2 separate regions of the Rattus norvegicus genome follow, and region 2 is linked to region 1. The links are chromatin contacts, called in public Hi-C maps. All regions are on one chromosome and are shown on one strand. The core of a region is the stretch at or near the end of the contact, and the rest is flanking DNA. Distances in the headings are between cores, read along the strand shown.

Region 1 (7,608 bases), core at 4,107-6,606:
AGCAGAATAGGGGCTGGCATAGAGCTCAGTGAGCCAGCATCTGCCTAGCATGCACAGGAGCTCCAGGTCCTGTGTTCAGCACCACAGAAAGAGGAGAAAAGCCCACAGAAACAAGGAGGCCAAGATGCAGTTGTCTGGAGTTTTCTCATTCTTTCCCTTCTCAGAGCATCTGCAAAAAAGCTGTGTAAGTGAACCACATAGCTATTGTCCAGCATCTCACTTGGAGACAGCTGCAAACAGCCCCCAAGCACCTTGGGCAGGACTGATCTGTGTGAATGAGAACATGCCACCGCACTTCCTGGGTGGATTTTGACACCAAGATTCCTCCAGCAGTTTTCCTGTTTTTATACTTCAAAACTCCATTCTCCATCTTTCTTTATGCTATTCTCTTTGAAAAGTCCTTTGAATTTTAGAGTATTGGGAAAACAAGTAGCAACTTACAGGAAAGGCTCTGAATAAGCCATGGAGACCCTCGTGTCTGGACTACAACACAGCATTCTCCAGGCGAAGAAAAGCACAAATTCCTCCACAGACATATTCATATACTCAACACTTTTGCTCGCTATTAAAATAAGTAATGAGAGATGCCTACCCAGGGGCAGCTGGGTAAGAATCTTTGTTTTACTGTTATGTGACCCACGCTTAAGAGAAAGAATTTGGGATACACATAGCTCAGTGGTAACTATCTGCCCAGCATCCTTTAAAATAGGAACCAAAGGCCTGACATGGTAGCATACACAGAGGTGGGCGGATCTCTGAGTCCAAGGCCAGCCCAGTTAGGCTATATAGTCTCAAATACATAAACAATATCAACTTAGAATTCCTATCCAGGTTCCAGAAATGTCCAAACAAAATGCCCTTGCAGATCGGCCCTACCTATCTAAATGTATTAATGCCTAGAGAGCAATTAAACATTAACAAATGGGCTAGGGTACATAGCTCAGTGACAAAGCATTGGCCTAGTATTCTTGAGGTCTTCGGTCCATCCCTTCCACTTAAACCACTGTGGAAAAAAGGGCTCAAGCTTTCCTTAATTTCCTAGTAATTGGAGGTTGTGGGTATAATTTCCACGGTGGGGTATTTGTCTATAATGCTGAGGCCCTGGGTCCAATGCTTACCACTGAAGAAAAAAATAGTATATCAAGAGTATAAATTTAGAGTCTAGAAAGGAGAGGTCCTCTTATCTTTTGGTAAACTGTCAAGGTCTCCGACTAAAGTACGCTTCAGAGTTGGAGACAAGTGTCAGGAATTAAAAATCTCCAGAATCTAAAGATCCCATTAAAATTTAGACCCACATCCTTCTCTCTCCACTCGACAGTGAAGAAAGAAAGCAAGCCCAAGTAGCTTCCTCACACGCACAAAGAACCAAGGGGAAGGACACACTCCAAGCAAAGGGTCAGGCTGAGACTTGATTCAGAAAGCGGCACCCTCTGACCTAGGATGTAAATGAATTGGATGAGCTGGATTACAAGAGCCACCTCCCTGTTTTGAGCTCCACTGGGTCTAAGGGCGTCATAAAACTTAAAGAATGGAGAAATACAAGGCAGTTTTTCAAAAGGAACTTCAGATTCCCCTAACCTCCATCACCACCAGCCCAGAAAAATGGGGGGATTGGTGGGGATGCCTTTTCTAGTTCTGTCCTAGAAAAGGTGACAAGACTTCCTGCAGCATTTGGGGGTGGGTCTGGGAAGCTGAATATCTGGATTTCCTTCCCAGAAGTCTTGTGCAAAGTCAGAGGCAAGATATCTAACAGAAGGCAGAGGTCTTTCTGGGAGGAGAAAGGGCAGGGGGAGGCCGGCCCCACCTCCAACCCCCCAGATAAGGGACAATGCTATGTAAAGTCAGAAGAAGATTAAGGAGTCTGTCTCCAGGTCTAGGGAGATAGCAAGAGATGTGAAAGGTAAAAGGAAGATAGTTTAAAGTAAACGGTGGCATCCCAGCTCCTGAAGATGAAATCTAAAAAATCTGTCCTCAGGCTGCCATGACATATGGTGTAAGTCGAGATGCCTTGGCCTTTTATACTACTTGACTGAAAACGGTTACAGCGTCAGCCCCTATAATGGCCACAAATACAAGGGATGGTTCATCAGGATGTGTGAAGAGAGAACTGACCTGACCAGACCAGGCCAATACAGAACAACATGCAAAGTAGAAAGAGTAGAAGTTCAGGTATGAGAATGACTGAAGCACTTGACAAGCCACAAAAACATCTAAAGGGTGGGCTGGGCAGAACCTAGTCCGACTAGACGTTCCACCAACTTGAGTCTGCCCACCCCCAAGCCCAAGGCAGACCTGTGTCTGCTAACCGGGAAAGCCTTGTATGTGCTCTGAAGGAGCAGAGATGGTGGCTCTGAGTTCCAGGAAGTTGATGTGTTTCTTGGCTTAGGGGCTAGGTTATGCCTTGGATAGGGTGGCAACGCATGACAGTCACCAGGCCCCACCCCAATGGCACAGACTTTGGTAAAAATGAAGGAGGCTCAAGCTTCATGCGGCCGCATCAACCCCTGCTTAACTGAGCACTGTGGGGGCTACAGAGAACTCTGTATTGCTTCCTTTTGAATAAAAATAGGCTGCTAAGAGACTGGGCGTGTACTCCTGCCTGCTTTGCACAGACCAGGTTTAAGACACAAGCGTGGCGTACAGCAGTGAGGGAGATGGGCATCTGGGGATGGAAGAAAGATACATGATCTTCCTCTTCTTTCAATACACCACGGGAAATGAGCACTCCTCAACTCATCACTCGGAAGCTCTCCAGGCTTTGGGCCAAGTTAGCTCTCTGGCCTTGTCACCCACCAGTACCCATGGCTACCGCTCTACTCAGTTTCTTGCCCCTAAGCGTGCATGGCACCTCCTAATCCTCATGGATCCAGGCCTTTTCATTCCAAACAGTAAGACACATCTAACTCTGCCATCATATTTAATAATAATTTTTTAAAAAGCAGCATCACCATCCAGTGTTATCTCTGGGGATTAACCTTGCTATGCAGACGAAGCAACTACTTAGCGGAGAGACATCATTTGCCCATGAAATACAGGTGACTGGTATACGGGGGAACAAGCTGATGCAATGTTTCTGAACTCTGTTAAGTTTCTCTTGGACAAACTGTGACTCCCGGTGCAGGGCTTGGGAGCACAGGTGCAGTTGTGCTTTCCCTCAATGTTAGCATGAATCACTTCTGCTTTTTCAATCACCCAAGGCCTGGTCTTTCATTTTTCATCTGTATCTGGGCAAGAAAGGAAAGGGAGTGCTCCCCTTCCTCATCTCTGGCCTTGCTCAAAGGAATGAGGCAGGTCTGGCCTTCAAAGGAGGAGAGACATTCACTTGCTGTGCAAAGGGACTCAGGCCTTCATGTTTAGGGAGGCTAAAAGGAAGTCTCACTGCTCAACCTCAATTATTTAATGGTCCGGTCCTATGGAATGGCTGATTCCAACTCATCCATAAACAGGAGAACACAAGTCTTCCAGGTTATGTCTGCTTCCACAGAAACTGTGTATAGGCTTAGGTAAGAGGAGTCCACATTCCTGGGTTGTAGGGCAGATAATTGTGACAAATTAACAAACCAACCAGGTGGGTGTATCAGAATGAGGGGGCAGGTTCTGGAGAGATAGCTCAATGGTGACAGCACTCACTGCTCTTTGCAGAGGATCCTGGTTCAGTTCCCAGTGCCCAGGTAGCGGGGCTCACAACTACCTGTGACTCTAGTTCCAAGGTAGCGGGGCTCACAACAACTTGTGACTCTAGTTCAAGGGATCCAGTAGCCTTTTAAGGCCTCTAAGGGCATCTGCATATACAATACATTCACACATACTCATAAAATAAACATCTCTTTAAAAAAAAAGGAGATGGAGGCTAGTAGTTAGATAGCACAGGTCAAACAGACAAATATAATTTAAAGGAACTCTTACTAATGCTTTTATCAGGACAACAAGAAGTGTTACTGCAGCTGACATGTGAACACTGTTACCTCAAAAGGCACGGGTGCTCCTTCCTCAATCTAATGTGGAGCTCCACTCCAACAAACCCAGAGATGGCTCAAAATGCCTTTCATGGTGTAGATCGACTGAACGCCCAAGCTCAGTAACATACATAGCTCACTGTAGAACATCAGTTGTCTCCAGTCCGAACTGTAGGGGTGAATGGAAACTGTAGCTATCTGACCAGCATCGAGAGAAAGGATTGGACCAGGGCTAATCAGAGAGAAGATCCAAACCCCAAATCCCAAATCTGCATTCTACTGAACGTGTGTTAACTTCACCATGAGCTATCTAAAATCGTGCAAGTTGAAAGTTTTGAGCTGGCAGTTACCTACAGCCTAGCCTTTCACCAGGAATGAAAACTCACGGCCTCTACTTTAAACCTCCATCTCTGTGGGGAGGCCTGGCAGCCATCCTTGGTCGAGTGTATTTAGTCAACCCTGAGAACCAGCTCATGAAGGTCAATAACAAGGTCAAAACACCCCAGGATTTACACCAACAACCTTTGTGAGAGCCACTGGCTTATCAAAGCTCTGAACAAACACGGAGGCACTGAAGCAGAGAGGCAGAATCTACTTCTAACTTTGTGTTTACTACAACTAAATATGAGAAGCCAAAAAGGAAGTCATCTACACTAGTCCTGGTTTCTAGGTCCCTTCGGAGAAACATTTTGGATATAAGCTTCAGACAGGGTAGGCCTAGACTGCAACGCATGGGTGACCATGCAGTCCTGGACCCTACAGGCCACTTCTCTAGCAAATGCTGTTCTTCAAGCCTAAGCTACTCTTTGAAAATTCACTTTGAGACTGGAGCCCTTTGGCCAGGATTTCTGTGGACCTGGACAACCTCCCTGTGCTTTTTTCTCTGCCACTCCTGGGCAATAAGGAATGTGCGGCAAAGGGCAGAGGGGAAGAGAGAAGAGTCTGGGAGCCCGACTACTGCCTCCTATGGCTTTAACACTAGCTTAGGATCCACTGAGGCATGCCTTTTTGTAGGACCTAGAGGAGGAGGGAGGGTGGAAGGAAGAGCGAGGAGAGAACACTCCTTCCATAGCTCAATGCCTGTTCAGCATCCCTTAGGCCCTGGGTTCTATCCCCAGCACCATAACAAAATGTGAACTGCTGGAAAGACAGTCTTGTGGTGCTGGCCGGACTGAACCACATCGCAGTTGTCACTCTTCCTCCCACACCTCTTTCCTTCTCCAAGGGAAGGAGGGAGGCAGCATTTTCCCTCATCACAGGCTCTCTTGGAAGCGCACTGCACTGAAGAAGCGGAGTCCGATCCTTGCAGCTCTTCTCCAGCGAGCATAGCTTACAGACAGTATCTAACAACTGCCAAATCCACAAGGCTGAGATGCAGCTGCCACCTGGCAGCCATTTGTCACCCAGCACCCTCCTCCCCTGGGAGGGGAACACGGTTGGCCCTTGGCACCAGGCTGTGAGAAGAGAGTCCCTGGCCCTTTCCCCAGGCAGGCCAGACTTTCCCTAAACATTGTTTTTCTGCTTGGCTACTAGGTCCTGTAGTCCATTACTTTCTTGCCTAGCTTAGAAGCAGCCTGTATCCTCCTCTACCAAACAGCCTAGGGAAAACAGGGGTAAGAAGTCAAGGTGGTCTGCACCTGTACAAGGAACGCCTGTGTGGACAGGAGAGCAAGAGAGGGACAAACATCCTTGCACACCTGTAGCGCATGGTCACCTGGTTTAGGGTGGAGACTAACCTTGACTCCCACCCTTCCCTACCTCCAGAGCAGTTCTGGCTTATCAGGAAACAACAGGTACAGGAAAGTCTAGGGAGGGGCCTCTGCAGAATACCTGCTGTAGAATTTAAAACTGGGAGAGACAAGACCATGAGTCACAGAAAACAGGATTCAACTTAGGAGAGTATACCAGAAACCTGCTTGTATTCACACATGACACTTCCAGAAAACAGCTGGGGGCATATCCTGAGGCAAAAGCTCTATGTCAGAAATGCAGTAAGCAGTTTATATGTATTTAATCCCCCTGCAAATCCTATATAGTAATGACTATTATCTGCTGGACGGTCCACTGTTCTCGTGGGATGGTGCCACGTCTCCATCCGGGATTCTGTGGCTCCAAGATTCTTGTACTTATCCAGTCACCAGAAAGACCACTGAAAACCCTTCGGTTGAAGGCCTGGGAAACCACGGCATAGAAACACAAGAGCCTGAAGCTAGAGAGACTGAGAAGTAAGAGAATTTCCCGAAACCCAGAGTTGCCTGCAGACGCTCGCTGCAGGACTGGAAGGCCCATGCATTCATCCCACAGGCCCGCCCAGACAAACAGGACGAGTGGAGGAAGGCACTGTGCCGGGACTGGTGATTCTTCAAACCAGGGCTTTGTTTGCTGGGTGGAGGGTACTTCATCCTATGGTTCTGGGTAACAGCTCATCACTGAAGGCTAGCAGGACAGGAACCTGAAAGCAGGAAGCTGACCAGTGGACTGGCTAGCTCTGTTTGGGATTTTAGAAGAAGCAAACACATGTATATTTTACTGTGTAGGGAGGCCAGAAGGCAGCTGGCTCTCTGTCAGTCGTGAGCTTCTGGAATCAAACTCAGGTTTTCATGCTTGGAGGCAAGCACCTGTATTTGCTGAGCCATCTTGCCAACCTTAAACCAGGGATTTGAAAGACAACAGCCATTGGATGGAATGAAGCCCATAAGGTCAATCATAAGCTTGCTTCATCTGCGAATATTCAAATAGAGTAGGTAACCAACTAGACACACAAATATTAAGAAGATAATTTTTAAAAATCTGATCAGACTATGGTTCTTTTGACTGATGGATTACATAGTTCTGAGCCTCAGTTCTCCTATCTGAGAGTGAGGTGGGAGTGTTAAAATATATGGGAACAGTAATACCCACTCCCCCAGTCTGAGCTAATGATATTACACTTCACCCAACATTCTGGTTACCCCTGCCCCTCTCCCTCTGGCTCTGAGTCTGTCTACCTCTAGTTGCCTACCAGCCTCTCTTATTATATTGGCAAAGCTCTGAGAGCAGCCTGGTGTAATGATCTTTGGTTAAAAAAAGATCCAGTCTCATCCCACAAGCCAGACAATTAAAAATATGGAAGTTGGCTTATCACAAATGTAATTCCACTGACAGCAAAGAGCAAACAGCTGTTGATTCTCAGGGCGCTGCACGGCAGGGAGGAAATAAAACCAACCCTGGCTTTGTGGACTGCCGAAACAAAGCCTCTCAGCTCCACATTTGCTAAACCAAGAAAGAACACACACCCACAAGGACAGCGCATGGCTGCTTCTTCCTTGTATTCCCTGGCACAGCCCTTCTCTTCCAACTGCCGTGCCTGAACCTGGTGCCACTGACACCCAGCTGCTGACACCCAGCTACGTGCCTGGTCTGCAACTGGACTGCAGTGATCTGGCTGTTCTGGGTACTTCTCTGAAATAGAACTGAGTATCCTGTTACATTTACAGCTTGGGGAAAAGCTGGGGTAAAGTTCAGTAGCAGTTTGCAGGGTTTTGGGCAATATCCTGCAATTCTTTCATGAGCCCCGAGGTCTCAGACTGGCCTTTTTGATACGCTGGGGAAAGGTGCAGCCGAATCAGGAATCTCCAGTCTTCCTTGCAGGAGTGCAAGCTAAGCAAGCCCA
Region 2 (7,905 bases), core at 1,847-4,346, 56 kb after region 1:
GAATGGATGCAGCACCTGTACCAGCTGAGTCAGACAAATGACTCCCATCACGTCCACGGTAAGGGTTACACTGTCTTGAGTTTCTGATGAGAAATAAAATGGTATCCAGGGAAACGGCCGAGAATAATATTCCATGTACCACTGGGCATCAGCGGCATTTCTTAGTGAGGAAAGCGTTTCTTAAAAACAAAACGTGCTGAGAAGACAGCCATCTTACCTTAAAAACACTTTGTAAGACTGAGACGGTGCAAGTTAATTAACCCAAAGTGGAGAAAGAAACAATTAAATCAAAGTACTCCTCTTCTCCCTCTCTCCCGTGAAAATTAGGGAAGGTTTTTTTTTTCTTCACACATTTAAAACTTGATTAGAGCCATTCAGATGTTTAATTCAGTGTAACCAAATACATCAAAGCAAGACCCATCAGCAGATAACCCAATGGGCAGAGGTAAAAACAAAACAAATAAAAAAGCAACTCTAAACCTCTAAACGAGTCCACCCTTGCACGTGTTTGAAGAGTATACTAAACTCTTGCCACAAAAACGCCATGGATTCTGTAAGAGTTTACAGAATTTTCTTAAGAGTTTTAACCAAGACTTTAGACTCCAACCCAGACTTCCGGGTTAAATTACAAACTATACCTGCCTACTCAAGAAAGCATCAAACCTAGAGGATGTTAGAAGACATCAACACATTCTTTTCGTGGCTGTTCGCATTTCTCCACCTTCCACTCCAATTAACTATTGCACAACAACTCACACGCAGACACAGACCACCATATTATCTCAAAATGCAATCTCACAACCAGGGGGATGCACAAGCAACAAGCCTTTGCAGAATCATTTGCAAAAATACTTTGCCAACTTCCAACATCTTTATTCAACAAACTTTTTTCCCATAGGCTTTAACAAGGATATGCTTAGCTCTAAACTCTAAAACAAGACCGAGTGTTGCGTAGTCTAATGATGGAAACCCGAGGGTAAGGTTTTCGACACCCCGACAAAAGTTGCTTTTTATACACCCCCGTATCGGTGTCTACCACCACCACTACCAGCATCCCCCAAAGAAGAAAATCATCTCCGAAATGCCCCGAATGTGTGCTGCTGCTGGCTCTGAAGCCGTGTAGAATTTCGTAATGGAATGTGAACTGCTCGTCCGGATCTGGGCTCACGTTCTATCTCTTAACCAGTAAGGAGCGAGGGAGGGCAAATCTGCTGAGCAAGGAAAAATAACTTTCCTCCTCTTTTATAACCCATCACGGATGCACCGCGGACGAGGGCAGCTAGCAACACGCGGCGCCTGTCAAGCGGTGGAGCCGGAGCCCAGTGGGGTCCCCAGTCCCCTAGACCTCGGCCGGCTGCCCGCGGGTACCGTCGCCGCGCCCCGCACTCACCCGGGGCCAGAGAGCGAGTCACATCCTCGATGCGACCCTGGCCCTGTACAGAAAACACACCGCCTCCCGGGGAGGGGGCCGGCGACGGGAAGGACCTCCCCTGCTCCTTAGCAACCATTAAGGTCGCAGTTTCCTAAGAGACCGCGAACGGGGAGGGGGCGCGGGGAGTTGGGCCTGATGGGGGGCCCGTGCCTCTCGTAGGCGTCGGTGCTTCCCCCGGGGGACACCGGCTTCCCCCACCCTCCTCGTTTGGCTGTGCAGGCCGAGGTGTGAGGAAAAAGCGAAGCCCCAGAACTCCAGAAAAATTGGTCCAGCGGGTGGCGGACAAAAGTTTCCGAGCGCGCTCCACAGCTGGGCGGTGGGGCGGGCGCCGGCCCCGCCTCGGATGCTCCCGGCCTCCTTCCTGTGCTCGTGACGGCGCCGGGCGCGAGCCCCCCCTCCGCGATGCAGGCTCGCCCCACGCCGGGGGCTCCCCCAAAGCTCGTACCCAGCCAGCCTCAGAGTCACCAACAATACGCGTCGGCGCGGCCCGGGTCGCCGCTTCCCCTCCTCCCCAGCGACGGTGGTCGCTCAGAGCCCCGCCGCCAGCCGGGAGCCCGCAGAGGGCGCGGGGCTGCCTGCCGCCCCTCCCGGCCGGCGCCGTCCGCCCGGGAGGATCAAAGTCCGCAGAGCAGGGCGCGGCGGATGCTCCCACCGAGCAGCCCCGAACGCACGGCCCCCGTGCCTGCACCCCGGGTGGGCACCCCCGGATACCTTGCGGCGGCGGACTGGCTCGGTCATCTCCGTGCTTCCCGACCCGAGAGGGACTAGAAAGTATGTAGGAGAAAAGTTTCCCCTCCCACATGGGGGGGAGGATGTCGGGGGAGAGAGGGCGGAAGATGGAGAGCAGCGCTGGGAAGATGTTTCTGGCCCGCGGTGCGCGTACCATCCGAGTCCCGGCAGGGCTGGTTAAAAATAAACTCGGCGGCGCGGGTCGGGCCGGATTCCTGCGCTCGGACGGCTAATATGGATGCGCATCAGGTCCTGCTGGCGGGGCGCAGCGGCGGCTCGCGCTAGGAGCTGGTTGGCAGAGCCGGCAGCTCGGGAAGGGGAAAGGAGCGGAGGAAGGGGAGGAGGAGGAGGAGGAGCGGCCGGGCGCGCAGCCGGAGGGGAGAGGGCTGCCCAGCTCATCCCGGCTCCCCTACCCCACAGCCCCAACCGAGCGCATGCTGCCAGGCGTGGGGTGCGCGGGTCCTTTCTGCCAAACGCCGAGTTTCAGAAGTACACCGCGCTCTGCACACTTCACCCTCCCCATCCCCAAAAAGTTCTTTAAAAGGTCGCTCCGGCAATGCTCCGGGCATCTCGCAGCCACCAGAGTACCGCAAGCGGGGACCCGGGACGCGTACTTACGGCCCGGCAGGGTGCTGGGCTCCCAGGCATGATGCGGTGGGGACCGGTGGGCTTCGGGCTGAGAACGAGGAGACATGCAAACTTGTTCCGGAAAAGGAATCAAAATGGCGTTTCTGGATGTGCAAAGTTCATCAACTCCGCAGTCACTTCCCCTCCTCCTCTTCTCCCATAGGGAGGGAGGTGGGCGAGGAGCTGGCGACCCCGTTGCCCTAGCCGTCTTCCCGGCCCCCGCCTCGGCCCCCCGCCCCGCTTCCTCACCCGCACGCTCGGAGACTCGCTCTCCCCCTCTCACCCTGATAAGTAGACACATCACGTGTTGCTCCTGCGAGTCTCCTAGGGACGTGTTACAGAGCTGCCGCAGCAGCCGCGGCAGAACGAGCTGGGGGAGTCGAGAGGACCGCGGTACCCGGCTGTCTCTGTCGTCACCCCCACCCCAGTTTTAACTAGGCAACCGCAGTTGCCACTATCCTGGGATGAGTGGAGGTGGAGTCCTCACCTCACCCCCTACAGCAGCCCCAAGTTTGCCCCACGCCCTCCTAAGGCGCCCGGGGCCAGGGGCGGGCCCGGCAGCCGGAGGGGAAGGGTCTCGGCCGCTACAGCTGAGCGCAATTCCAACCCACCCAGCGCTCACTGGTGGCCACTATCTCCAGCCACCGCGCCCCCTCCTCTCCAGCCCCTCACGGCCAGTGGCTCTCAGCCCGCGGCTTTCCATCACTTTACAACAGGGTTTGTTTCACTATTTTAACAGAGGCAGAGATGCGGAGAGGAGCTTGGGGGGACGCCTGGGAGGCCCGAGAGAGGGTGGTGTGGTGACGGTGGACCCCAGATCAAGCGCCGCTCCCCTGAATCTGAAAGCGGTGTCTCAACCGCACAGTTCCTTCTGTACGCGGTCCTCGCCCTGCATCCAGGTGGGGCGAGTAGAGGATGGGGCCGGAGATTAAAGAGCAGGCGCTTCACCCCGCCCCCAACCTCTTGCAGTTTCTTTCCCAAGTTGGTCCTTCCCACCAGCGCAGCGACTTAGGAGTGTGCTTCTCTTCTAACAAACCTAAGGGCCCTAGACTTTTATCACGTTGCCTTCTCTCCCACTCTACACATGATGCTTCAGCAGAGGCTGCCTGCCCGCGAGGGGCCTAAGGATGGCGTCTACCGCCACCTTGTCCCCACCCCGCGACGGAATGGCTGGTGCTGTGTCATCCACGTCTCCCTTCAAGGCGTCAGGGAAGCCACATGCAATATCTCTTTCTCTCAGAGGGCTCCTGTTTCAACTGTGAAAAGCGCGGGTCCTCCTGCGAATTTCTCTCCATCCCCGGGGCTCCTGAAGCCAGCACGGTGCCTTGGCCCAAGTTATCACAGAGCCCAGGGAAACCAGGCCTCAGCTGTGCTTCCTCCATAAAGCAGCTGACATGTTTCCAACCAGTAAGCCGGTTTCTACTTAGGTTCCAAAAGGGACTTGTTCTCAGTTTTGGATACATCTTTTGAATAGTTACCTACACACACACACACACACACACACACACACACACACACACACACACACACACACACACACCAATTCTGAAGATAAAAGCACAGAAAATAGGACTGTAGAATTACGCATTCGAGACTACTTAGTTGATGTTATACATGCAGAAAGCTTGCTACACGCTATTTGCTATGACCTTTGCCCTGGCTCCACCCCACGGTCTCCTCTTGGAATGCCTGAACACCCTACAGTTGTAAAGCTCATTATGGGCTTTAATTTGAAACCTTCCTTCTAATGTATTCTAGTTTGGGGACTGACAACAGAAGTGTCTATCTGGGGATTGAATGAACAAATGAAGCCTAGCCAAGAGAGAATTTTCTAGAACTAAAGAAAAGCAGTTGGACCATTACCCCTGACTTGAGATAAGTAGGCTAAACCACAGGCTGGGAGGGAACTGTTTGACTTCCAGTCATCAAAAATAAGTTTTCAGAACCTGTTACTTTTCCCAGGGTCTCCTGTTTACTGAGCAAAACTCTATCTGGTGAAATTTTTAGCAGTGGCATTCCCCCCCCCTCTCCTCCCCCCCCCAAAGTATCCAGGCTGGCCTTGAACTCATTAGCTGAGGATGACCTTGAGCGTATGACCCTAGAATCATTGTTCCCTGTTTGTTATTTGCTAGCAAGTACGCCACCAGCCTTAGCATTACCGCCTTTCTTTCTTTTTTCTTTTCTTTTTCTTTTTGGTTTTGTTTTTTGAGACAGGATCTCACTCTGTAGCTCTGGCTATCCTGGAACTCACGTAGACTAGGCTGGCCCAGAACTCACAGAAATCTACCTGCTTCTGCCTCCCAGGTGTTAAAAAAAAGGATTAAAGGTGTGTGCGCCACACCCAGCAGCTAGCTCCACTCCTCTATGCCTCCTACCACCTCGATCCTGTCTCTCAAATGTTATCAAACATTGTCCTGAGGACTTGTCTGCTGAGGAGGTGATGGGCTGGTTTTAAAACAATAGTTTACATGGCCATACCAGAAATTCTTACTCTTGGGCTTCCAATGTATAAGCTGTCCAAACAGGAGGGTCAGAATGGGCACTCTGAAAATGCTACCTGCTTACTTGTCTCTTGGTGTTTGTTTCATGGTATTTTGTCTGACACTGGCTCTTGTAGACCAGGCTAGCTAGACTCATCCTTCTGTCTTCACTGCCCAGGTGCTGGGATTATAAGTTTAGGACATCAAGCTGGACCAGGAACAGCAACAATATCAAAGTTGGAGTTTTACTTGCCATTTAGTTTATTCTGTAAAATACTTTCAGATGTCCAAAGTGCCATGGATTCTCATGGTAAGTCGCCACCATTTTTATACTATAGATAATTCTGGCAATAGAAGAAAGTCACCTTGAGATTTTTATTATTATTATTCTAATTGGGGCTTAGTAGCTCATGCCTGTAATCCCAATACTCCATGAGTTCCAGGCCAGCCTGGGCTATATTGTAAGAACCTATCTCAAACCAAAGCAAAACACAATAAGCTATTAAAAAGAATTAGCGTCTAATGATTGCTCATTCCCAGCTAATTAATAAACTTGCAAGTCAAAGCTCCTGTTCAAAGGTTTGTTCAAATGTTAATATTCTTTATACAACAAATATTTACCAAACACCTAATAAAAAAGGAAGACTAGGGTTATCACCCACGATGAGATGCTATTTCACAGCCACTAAAATGGCACTAACCAAAAAGTCGTCCAATAAGTAAATGTTGGCGAGGAAGTTGGAGAACGGAAAATGGTGCAGCCATTATGAAAACTATCATGGCAGCTCATTAAAACATAGTGATGGGGCTGGAGAGATGGCTCAGTGGTTAAGAGCATGAACTGCTCTTCCAGAGGTCCAAAGTTCAAATCCCAGCAACCACATGGTGGCTCACAACCACCTGTAATGGGATCCGATGCCCTCTTCTGTTGTATGAAGACAGCAACAGTGTACTTATATATAATAAATAAAATCTTTAAAAAAAACATAGTGACCATAGGATCCAGCAATGTTACTAAATCATATACTAAAAAATGAAAATATATGTATTGCAGGATTAATCATAATAGTTTAGAAGGTAAATAAGAATTTGAAGGTTGTTGAGATGGATCAGAACCTCCACAGTGGAGGGAGAGAACCACTCCACAAAATTATCCTCTGGCCTCCACCTGTGCATCAAAGTCTTTGCACCGAAGCATATGCATTCATGCCTGTACATATGTGAAGACACACACACACACACACACACACACACACGCACACACGCACACACGCACGCACACACACACTAAACAAGTGGAAGTTAGCCAGTCGTGATGGTACACACTTTTAATCCTCGTGCTCAAAGGCAGAGGTGAAATTATTACTACAAGTTCAAAGACAGCTAGCGCTATCTATATAGGCCCTATCTCAAAACAGACAGACAAATAAACAAAATTGGGGAGATGGAGAGATGGCTCAGTGTTTAAGAGCATTAGCTGCTCTTCCAGAAGACCAGATTTCAGCACCCACATCAGGTAGCTCACAACTGTTTATAACTCTGGCACCAGGAGAACTGATGCCCTCTTCTGGCTTCTGAGGGTATCAGCATAGCAGAACATACACATAGACACATACACAGCAAAAGCCCACAAAAAGAGCAATCAGTTGAAATAAATTACACACACACACACACACACACACGCACGCACGCACGCACGCACGCACGCAGCAGAGATAAAAGCAGTATTGCAGCACATAATGAGCCTTGTCCTGTTGTCCTGATAGTAAAGGTTCTAGGATGGATGGATTAAAACAGGAATTGAAGGTGATGGGGCTTAGTTAAATAAGTGAGATTACACACATAGAATTTTTCAGTAACATCCATGAAAAACCTTGGGTACCCAAGGTGGGGAGCAGAGGGAATCTCTTAGAGAAAAGGAAAAAAAAAAAAAGACCTGTCAGGAAAACCTCTAATAGTGGTGAGGAGATTGTAGAAAGGAGGGATGTGGAGATGGAGAAATCACCACCAAGCTTGTGTCTGAGGTGAATAAGAGAAAAACAAAACGAGGAGGGTGGGGAAGCTCTGGAGGTGGGAGCCTATTTGAGATAGAAGGTAATGGAGTAGGTGGCACTGAGAATGGGAATGAATGAGTGGGAAATAGGGCTCTGCCTTCCAATGGATAATGAAGGAAGGGATGTGGGCACTGGGGAAGGCTGCCTGGATGAGGTGGCATCATCTCCTGCCTCTCAAGAGACATGTAGGTGTCTCCCAGGCAGAGAGGAGGAGCCGGGGCACACCAGACAGAGAAGTCTGGGAGCAGCCAGCACAAGGGCACAGACAGAGCCATAACACAAGGTCAACCTCCTGAACTTCAAATACCTCCCTTGGTGACAGCAGCTTGGGAGGGAGGGGGGAGGAGGCTGAAAGATGGGGCTGGAGCAGCAGCCAGGGGGCCCTGCAAACCACTAAGCAAACTTGGACTTCATCCAAGAAAGAGCATAGAGAGGAGGGCAGCCAGCTTCCCTCATGGTACTGTGGAGAATGGTCTGGAAGATGACAAGACGAGACAGGAAGACTCATTAAGAGTTAGTGGGAGAGTTCACCTCAGAGAGAGTAAGAACTCAGTCAGGCACGGTTGCTGAGGTAGAGGGGAGA

What was found. Hi-C and Micro-C count contacts between places; a contact is called where the count stands out from the background.
Region 2: a contact with region 1 is called in a Hi-C map of psoas muscle, with 1.6 times the contacts expected there. The contact joins the promoter of Rreb1 here to the enhancer-like site in region 1. A contact is called at or near these places in 2 of 12 Hi-C or Micro-C datasets (liver and psoas muscle).

What each region holds. Positions count from the first base shown.
Region 1 is chr17:27,146,820-27,154,427 of GRCr8, forward strand. All of the region lies in intron 1 of Rreb1 (ras responsive element binding protein 1), which reads right to left. Among named protein-coding and RNA genes, the nearest start is that of Rreb1, 57 kb to the right of the region's middle. Within about 2 kb of position 5,357, at least 6 of the 93 cell types and tissues checked have an H3K27ac peak or open chromatin away from gene starts, as enhancers often do. A contact at or near this core is called in liver, where this site is marked.
Region 2 is chr17:27,204,965-27,212,869 of GRCr8, forward strand. Rreb1 (ras responsive element binding protein 1) reads right to left here and starts at 3,097. Exons shown (of 12, transcript NM_001107348.2): 1 at 2,780-3,097.